Linked DNA regions of Anas platyrhynchos: region 1 is linked to region 2. The links are chromatin contacts, called in public Hi-C maps. All regions are on one chromosome and are shown on one strand. The core of a region is the stretch at or near the end of the contact, and the rest is flanking DNA. Distances in the headings are between cores, read along the strand shown. Region 1 overlaps RD3 (RD3 regulator of GUCY2D). Region 2 has its middle 14 kb from the start of NEK2.

Region 1 (4,982 bases), core at 1,963-4,462, 71 kb before region 2:
CTGACTTAAAGTAAAATTCTCATCTAGCCACGTAAAACAGGGAATTAGGACAAGGCAAAATGAGCAGTTATTTGTTGCTGCGACCAATGGATCACTTATAGGTCAGTCTACAGCATTGCTAAGACAAACAAGCTTTACAAGCACAGTGCAGCAGCGCGTCCTAGCCCCCTCCCCAGCTCTGCTCCGGTACCAGCTGGCTACGGGTGAGCACAGCGCTTGTTTGACACCTCTGGGGTACTCAGGGGCCTGTAGTGAGATTATAAACCTCAGCGCTTGGTGCCTGAGCATTCCTTTATCCTGTGTGCCCCGTGCAGCTTGCAGAAGAGGTACAAGGAGAAAGTGAAACTGTCTGAAAGCTTGGGTGGTGACATTTTATTGTGGAAATAGAGATGAGAGGTGAGTGGGGGCATGGCAGCTCTCACAGGCACTGCCAGCCTGGCCTCCATGCATGCGTGGCTTGGACCAAAGGTCAGAGTTGTCTCCCTGTGCTGACTGTAAAGCTGCTATCTGCTGGCTGAGGTTGGTAATGAGGGACACAGCGCCATCACAGGCTGCTGCGCTGTGTGTGAACAGCCTTCAGGGGCTTTCCTGGGTGTAGGGAAGTTAGGTACTCCTGATTTTCCCTAGGAAAGAGTGCACACATCACAGACGCTGTACGGTAACAGGGTGAGGTGATGGATCAGAATGGCCTTTCTCTCCCAGCAGTCCATCAATGCACTCAATACTGGAGGTGTCAAAATAGGTGAGTTTAAAAAAAAAAAAATTGACTGCAGAGCTGTAGCATGAAATTCATGACCTCATCTCAGCCTTTAGTACCATCCGCAGCTTGCAAATGTATTTTCAAGACCTAACTTTTTTTCAAAACATTTTTTTTCTGCAAATCGTGATCCCTTGGCAGAAATCACACAGCTTTTAGGCAGCTAAGGCTGTGCCAAGCGTGTCAAGCCTTTGTTTTACTTCACATACACAATCCCAGGACTTCACAGGGACAGAGAGCTGAACAACACCAAGCTGATTGATTGTCACAAGGCTTTAAATCTCCCTCAGTGACCTGGAGGTGGAATAGCCCATCCCAAACTCTATTTGGAAGCCCTGAGTTTTTGATTAGAAATAAGTCTCTGCTCTGGCCCTAGGAGGGGTGCTGGTGGCAGCATTCACCAAGGGGCTAGAAGCTACAGCCTGGTGCTAGTAGGAAGCCTCGTGCTCAGTCTTGGGTAGCCAAGAGAAGGAGCCAGAATCCCACAGACTTTCAGAGAGCTGTGAAGGGTCTCATCTTGATTTGTTTTATGGTGCCCTCCCCCATCTCTGAAAGAAACTGCACATTTCTACTCTAGGATAAATTTCATGTGCTGGAATTCTTCCTAGAGTTGGCATGGCTTCAAAGGATTTTATCTTGGCTGTAGTAGCCACGTGCTGACGCAAAGATCCCCGGGGAAAGGAGCTGGAAGCAGGCAAAAGAACAACAAAGCTAGAGGGCCCTCCAGGAGGCTGGATCCCACTGGGATGACTCCCCAGAAGCCAGTCACGCAGGGAGATTCCTCTCTTCCTTCCTTCCCCATCTCCTGTTGGCCACCACAAAGCATCCTCCTAGTCCTTGGCTTCTCTACAGGACCCACGAAGGTCACTCTGTGACACTCTTTCCTTTCCTGGTGAGTTTTCCCTGCGGATGCTGAACTAGGACCCCAGAAGCTCTCTCCTCAGAGGCATTTTCTTGTTTACACAAGGCCTCAGGAGAACTGTGCTGGCCTACAGGCTACTGGGTTTGCATTAAAGCTGCTTCTGTCACGGTACCACCTCACTCTGTGACACAGGAAAGCTCTCAGCTGAGTGCTCAGGAGAAGACCGAGGGAACAGCCCTTCAGTTGCTCACAGCAGCAGCGTATTGAAGTGATCTGAGCTGTGCTAGGAGGGCCCTGCATGAGAGCTGATTCCCTTCACCCCTGGGTGATATCAGTACTTTCAGATTTAGCCATAACCATTAATCTCAGCCCCGTGGCTTGTTACTGGGGGGCAGGGCAGGGCACACCAAGGGGCAAGGACAGCTTGTGATGCAGCACCGAGGTACCCCTCGTGCTCTGCTTCTGTCCGCTCTGCAGGGGCAAGGTTCAGGGGTTCTGCCTGCACAAGGGAGCAAACAGCCAAGGAACCTGAGCACGCACAGACCAGTTGCTGTGGATAAAGCTGGTCTCCCTTCTCAAAAAGCCTGGCTCTTTTTCTGCTTGGGCTGCATTGCTAATTGTCAGCAAAAAGCTGATCAGGAGCAGTGCTGGGCTTTACCTGTGAAGTCTGCTGCAGCACTCAGAAGAGTTCTTAGCTGGAAAGGAAGTTCAGTTCTACTCTCCCAAACCCAAAATCTTGCAAGCCTTACTCGTGCAAGCAGCCTCCCTGCCTTCAGCAGGACAGCTCCAGCCCGCAGTGCTGACCAGCTCAGGGCAACAGCTCCAGTAGGGAACCACATCCAGGCTGTGGGGAGAGGGAGCAGAGACAGCACAGAACTAATTCATTTTCCACAAGGAAGCAGAAATAAAAAGGAGACAGTAAGTGAGCCTTGCCCGTAAGGTTACCGAGTGCTACTAAATTAAAGGAAAGGCCAGCGTGTTTAGTCAGAAATTGTCACACCACGGGCGTCAGCAGCAGTTGCTATGGTCACAGCTTCTGGGAGAGACGGATGGGAAGGGAGAGCTGGAACAGAGAAAAATGGTGGAGCTAAAAAAGGGTTAACCGGGAGTTTGAAAGATTGCTGTCTAAAAACCTTGTTCAGTACAGAGTCAGTAATCCTTGGTGTTCCGAAATTCGGGCATGCTCCAAACCCTCCTGGTGGGCTGGGTGCCCCGTTCCACGTCTTCAGAGATGGTCTTGATGTCGCTGATGAACGGAGAAATCCTGGACCGGGATTTAAACGTTGTTAGGGAGAGGCTGGTTTTGTTCTTTGTGTTCCACTGCCTGGCCAGCTTCTTGGCCTCTTCCTCCTCTTTGATCTTCTCAGCCACTTCCTGCAGGGCAGAGCGGAAGAGCCGGGACACTTCCTGCACTTCTGGCTCGTATTCAGCAATGAGCTGCCGGAACCTGCGAGCACAGTCAGGGCACAGCTTTGATTAAAAACAGCAAATCGGGGCTTGCTGCCAAGTCACAGCGCTAGGCTTGGCACTTGCATGCTCTCGCCAAACGGGGCTCCTTGGATCAAGCACAACACCAGGGAGGAGCCATGGAGATGTGCTCAAGGTCTCCCAGATCACAAGAAAGCCAGAGAATATAAGGAAGCAGTGAATCACTCTGTCTCACAGGCACAAGAAGCAATAAGGAGCAACAAATAAAGCTGGAAGGTGCCACGTTTGAAACGGAAAGTGCTCCTTTCACACAGCACCTCTTAAATCAGAGCTCAGTGCTATCAGCAGCATAAGGAACAAAATAACTAGACGAGTTTGTGGAAAACATCCCCCTCGGTGCTGATTAAACACGACTGTCCAAACGCAAATTCGTGCTCCAATACTGCCTGAACTGCTGCTTACCAGAAGCTGAGGAGAAACCAGGGAAGGTCCCAGCGGACTTCCCATGTTTCATATTCTCTTTCCCCATAGCATTACCCAGTGGCCACTAGCCAGACTCTTACCCCATAAAACTTCTTGGTTATACATTTGATTGTTTCTCAATATTTAAATTTTGGCGAAATGGCATTTTGTCTTCCTGGGGATGTCTGTAAGATAACAGTGGCTCTGCTGATAACACACGGGTTGGCAGCACAGTACGGGATCTCATTAGACAGCTCTCCATTACTCCCGTGCCTCCTCAGCAAAGAGCTCAGAAGATATATACATATTTTGGACATTCATTAAGCTCAATATGAGGGAAGTGAACAATTCCCAGTGTTTCTTTTGTAGGCGAGGAAGATGAGATGCAGAGCAGGGCAGTTGTTTTGGAGTGAGCCCCTGGCTGGGCCGAGAAGCGAGCGTTCCCTTCTGGACGCCTGGCCCCTAGCTCCCGAGGCTCCCGCACTGGCTGTGCAGATATCCTGCTCTTCTCTCAGAGCGTACGCTAATGACAAAGGGTAACGAGGCTGCTCTTCTGATTGGCATTCACTTCTTAACAATCTATAGGCAACTAGAGCTAAGCTAGAACTTCACCAAAAGGCAGGTATTTATACCTAATGGAAGCTGAAGTGTGCAAGGTCTGTAAGCGTGCTGGTATTTTTCTCTAACAGAACTGAATGATGATGGGAAACAGTGAGACTGTGTTTAAATAAGCCTAGTAAGACAGCTGCTGATAGAGTAAGATCCCGCCTCTGGTTTTATTTCCAATCAGCCCAAGGGATACACCAGGGAGTTCAATGCCCTAGGGACTTGCACTGGGTAATGGTACCGAGGGACACCCAAGGTAACAAGGACAGAAGGAAAGCCAAAGGTGTAACAGAAAGATTCGCTGTGTGTTTACACCTTTTGACCCTCACTGTGGAGGGCTGGTGTTGGACACCTCTCCCAGCACCACGCTATAGCCCAGACATTTCCGTGCTGGTTCTCTCACAGCAAGTACTGGCAGCATTGTATACAGCTGTGGAGAGACCAGCACTGCACGGTGCTGAGGAAGCAGCATCAGCAGAGGTACCAGCCCCTTCCGGGACCTGAGGATCGCCTGCTAAAGTCACCACCACGTTCCCTGGCCATCGCAGTTGCTCAGGATGTGTTCCTGACCTGCCTCGCCCTAGCCCTCATCACTCCCCATCCTGAGGGTTACCCACGACAGTGCTGGCAGAGACTTGCTGTACGTTGCAGGCCCCCTTTCTGCCTCCTGAGGAGGCACTTCAGTGGCGTTGTCACAGAGCCACAAACGCAGTTCTCTCAACAAATACACTTTCCCTTTATCCTACTCAGGCACTTAGACAGATGAGTCCATCAAAACTCACGTCCGCACCATCATTGTTATACTGGGGAAAGCATCCTCAGAGGGCTTTCATTGCAGAGGTGAACTGAATGAGTCATCCCATTATT
Region 2 (4,479 bases), core at 1,034-3,533:
CCTCCTTTGGATGCTCTCTAGCAGTTTCATGTCCTTTTTATGCTGTAGTGCCCAGACCTGCACACAGCACTGCAGGTGAGGCCGCAGCAGCGCAGAGCAGAGCAGGACAAGTGCTTCCCCCAGCCAGCAGTGCCAGGCTTGGAGTACCCCAGGGCACGGTTGGCCCTTTTGGCTGCCAGGGCACACAGCTGGCTCATGTTCCACTTGCCATTGACCAAAACCCCCAGCTCCCTTTCTGCAGTGCAGTTCTCCAGCCTCCCATCCCCCAGTCTGTACGTGCAGCCAGGTAACAAGATTCAATGCAAGAGAACACCTCTGAAGGAATATGCTGCAAAGAGATGGCCTTAAAACAACTAAAGGGATCAGTGGACTTTTTGGCCCCAATGATTCTTGGTCAATTTTGTGAAAAATTCTCCCCAAAACCCATAGAAGAAGAAGAGATTGTGAAATGGTCATAAATGAGAATTCTCCTGTAGAACATGCACCTTGCAAAAGGAGTTACATGGAAATCCTTCGCTTCCTACACCGCTGATGTAGGGTTAATGTTTCTACCACCCCAGACATAAGACAATGAAACCCCCAGGAGCTGTAAATAAACTACTGCTGTTTAAACAGCCACTCCTGCTCCCATGCCAAAGGAGGATTAGCTCCAACAAAATGAAAAGAGGAGAAAGGATACCAAATATTATCATAACTTGATACCTTCTCAGTAATCAGTATAAAATTACTTAAAATTATCCTTCCTCTTCTTTGAAGTAACCACTTTCTAAAACAAATAAGCAAAAGTGACACAAGTGTGAGGAACCCTGATGAGAAGACAGAGCAGAGTGCATATGGTGACGGTCTCACCCTGTTAATTCAGAGTGAATTCGCCTCCTGTGAAGGTAGGAAATCAGGCTACCGGGCTGTCAACCCAAAGACTGGTATTAAATGAATTAAGAAAATGAGGAGGGTGGATGTTGCTATAGAGAGATTTCCAGTTTACCTAATAGCCTGCATTGGTAAGTTATGAATGACCCAGTAGCTGTGTAAAGACAACTCATCAGCATGTTTTTTTTCCTACTAGAAACGTGCTTAAAAGTAAACAAAAACCTTACTGACAGGTGATGGAAGTCCCAAATATGAGTTTCCCTAGAATAACTGTCAGGTTGAGAATTGTCTGTTGCTCTTTTCGTACTTTTTTTATTTATCAGGGGCAGGAAAGTACCTCAGCAGTAGCCAGGGGTCTTGAAGGCGTTAGATGCAGTTAGGGGCAGGTGATGCTAACACTGCATACACCTCCTGTTTCTCAGCACTGCTGAGGCTGATAAGAGTTGCCCTGGCATTAAAAAAGTGAGCAGCTACCATTCTTCCAGGGCTGAGTCACCAGGAAGAATGAGGCTGTAAACTGGGGAAGAAGCTAATTATTTTGTGTTTGGCTAGTCAAAAGAAGACAGGTCTATGTTTGCATATGATGAAAGCTGTCCTTACCACTGCAAAGATTTGGTTTTATTCAGTTTCTCTTCTTGATGCTTCTGAATTTCTATAAGGAAACAACTGGTGATTTTACTATAGGACCACTAAAAACGTTTGTTCACAGCCTGGTACTGTGGGATACTGGATCAGGACTAAAGCTGGCAGCGTCTTTGGCAGTACACGTTTATATGATAATAAAAATACATCCCTGAAGAACATACACGGTTTTTCCCCAACTTTGTACCAATGCCAATTGGTTACATACGAGATATCTTTACATGTCCACTAACTCCAAACTTCTGAACAGCTAAATAGCATTATTCAGCATGTGCTGTTCTCAAAGTACTTCACCATGGCATAGGAATTTCTTCAGTTCCACCTTATTAAGCTGATTTTTTTTAATTTTTTTTTTTAAGAAAGTTGGCTGTTCGCCCAAGCTGAAGACGTGGATAAACATCTTGGTAAGCAGGACATGGAGCCTGTATGGCACACAGGGAGCCTTTAGAAACAGTTCCCATTTCAGACAGGGAGTTTTGCATGCGACTGGGGCACTGCAGATATGGCAGGCCACTTGCAAACGCTGCAAAACATTGCAATAATGCTTAGAATCGACCCTTGTAGCAAGGGCTACTTCACTTCCAGAAAATGGCCTTGCAGCTGGAATCCAAACCGTCAAAAATGAAATTTAAAAAAAGCAAGGGACCATTAGAACAGCTGGTCAACTTAAGCCAAGCTTCTAGGGTTTTATATAAGAAGTTCCTGCAGAGCCAGATTTGAAAACAAAGCTCATGGTTATTGCCTGGCACGAGCCCAAGGCCGAGTTCCTTGGCTGGGCTCTGCTGTTCAGTTGAGCTCATTCCCTGGAGCACAAGCGGAGGACCAGGCTTCCAAGACCATGATTAACCCACCGCTTCTTGCCAACACTTAACTGTTTTGTTTGCACCCGCAGCCATGCCAGCAGCAAGTGCAAATTAGCAGCAGTTACAAGACTGGTCTGCTGTGGATTCCTTTAGTCTGAACGTGAGACAGCAAAATGAACAGGGAAAGAGGTTAAAAACATGCACAAGTGAAGGCTGCGGTTGTTCATACACAGATTCCCTTCCAAGCTTCTGAAGTAAGGTTTTCAGGGCTCTGCCCAGACAAATTCCCTGAACTTAGGCAATGCAGGGTCTTGTTTTCAGTACCTTAGTTAAGATCAGTAACTAGAAAAAATTCTTCCACGGCCTTTTGCTTTGTGCTAATGGAGGTCCATTGGACATGGCTTTGCACGGAGGTGAAGTTCCCATGTTTCTAGTTTCCTTTTGAGGCATCAAGCCCTGAGTCAGGAATTCAGCTTTGAAGAAGAGTGGGAAATTTAAAGGAGGGAGCTTTGCTTGTTGCATCCTCTGCAGAGACTGAGTAACACATTCTTGGCTGCTCGCCTGTATTCACCACACTGTTGATCTGTGCCCATCACATGGCTGAGGGTGACTGAAGGAAAATAGGTGAAAAGTGACCTCATGTATGAGGGTGAGGCCCAAGCCTGCCTTATGGGCAGACAGCTCCCTTTGAGCACATCACACAATTGTTTTCTGATCACACGGGTCCCTCTGGAAACGAACCTAATGGTGAGAAGGTTTTCCTAGCTTTCAGTTCACCTGGGGAGAAAAATTCAAAATGTGCCCTAAAGGTAAGCCTGTAATAATTCTTACAGAACTAGGTTATTTTTTCCAATCAACCAAATACTTCCTTGATTATATCATTTTCTTTAATGCTAATGCTTCCTCCTGCTTTTAGTTGCAACCACAAAGTACTTGCAATCCAGTTCAAGCTAATTACGTGGATCATTGCCATAGGAGGTATTTGCTTCACCTCCCAGGAAATCATTATCTGTCATGATCTGCCATTTGCCCTGATGGCTTTGTTTATGTTATCATCCAAGTCTCAGAAAGTCTATATTATCTTTCCCTAGTGGCAACTAAAGATTGATTAGCAGTAGCCAGGAACGACTTTAAATGGCAATTAGTGCTCAGGTTGGTCCGTGACTTTTACACTTGTGTTTGTCAGGCAGGATTTTCTAAACTTCCTGGATGACCTAAATAGGCACCTAGCTCTGGGGTCACTGCAGTATTCCCTGATGGTCTGTGAAGAGCTGAGAGGTCAGATATATAATATTGCTTCTAGTTGCAATTGGATGATAAAATGCATTATGAGCAGAAAAAAAAAAAATGCATTCACTGTTCCCTAATACTACATACAACTCCAGAGAGGTCTGTGGTGCCCCAGCTTGCCAGAGGGCTATTGATGTGACTCCTTGTCAAGGAAAGTCCGATTTGGTGGAAGCCAAGATTGAGAGCTCTACCTGAAGTGGCTTGTCTTCACTTCTGGTGAATAAGATGGATGCATTGTTCCTGCTGTGCCTGTGGCAATGGACGTTGTCCACACATTGCAGACAAGCGTAAGTATTTACAGACATCTCATGCTAATGAAGTTGAAGTCCAGCCAAGGTTTCACTGAATTTGAAGGGAAGCTTGTCATCTGCTTTACCGGGCTTCTGTTGTGTCCTTGGGACTTAGACTGATACATACGTGCAAAAAATTGTCTTATGCATAAGCTTCCTTCTGTTGACCTTACAAGAGCAAGACCTGCTGAAAGAGCTGATTAATCAGTAAAAAAGTTTTCAGCAGCTATCTTTGCAAATAAAGTTTTTCAGATTAGTATGAATAAATGAAAAAATTACTAGCTCTAGCCAAATATTCAAGCACCTGTTAGGTTCCTGCCATATTCCTCAGAAACGTGCATGTGGCATGTTTTATGACAAAAAAAAATGCATGTGGAAACTGCATTGTTTAGTAATCATCAGTCACTGCATGTCACGTCCTAGCCAGTTTCAGTTGCCAAGTGACACAGACATCATGCATTAAGACCATTAATATATATATTTATAAATCACAGTAGAGAACAATGCAGCAATAACTGGGCCCATGAATTACTTCTGCTCAAACCAGGTGAAACAGAAAGAAGTGTTATACATCAGTCACGATA

What was found. Hi-C and Micro-C count contacts between places; a contact is called where the count stands out from the background.
Region 1: a contact with region 2 is called in a Hi-C map of subcutaneous adipose tissue, with 2.1 times the contacts expected there. The contact joins two enhancer-like sites. A contact is called at or near these places in 4 of 8 Hi-C or Micro-C datasets (liver, skeletal muscle and subcutaneous adipose tissue).

What each region holds. Positions count from the first base shown.
Region 1 is chr3:25,669,416-25,674,397 of IASCAAS_PekinDuck_T2T, reverse strand. RD3 (RD3 regulator of GUCY2D) reads right to left here. Exons shown (of 3, transcript XM_072035565.1): 3 at 1-3,066. The coding sequence ends at 2,769. Among named protein-coding and RNA genes, the nearest start is that of RD3, 25 kb to the right of the region's middle. Within about 2 kb of position 3,212, at least 4 of the 8 cell types and tissues checked have an H3K27ac peak or open chromatin away from gene starts, as enhancers often do. A contact at or near this core is called in subcutaneous adipose tissue, where this site is marked.
Region 2 is chr3:25,598,380-25,602,858 of IASCAAS_PekinDuck_T2T, reverse strand. No RefSeq gene overlaps it. Among named protein-coding and RNA genes, the nearest start is that of NEK2, 14 kb to the right of the region's middle. Within about 2 kb of position 2,283, at least 1 of the 8 cell types and tissues checked has an H3K27ac peak or open chromatin away from gene starts, as enhancers often do. A contact at or near this core is called in subcutaneous adipose tissue, where this site is marked.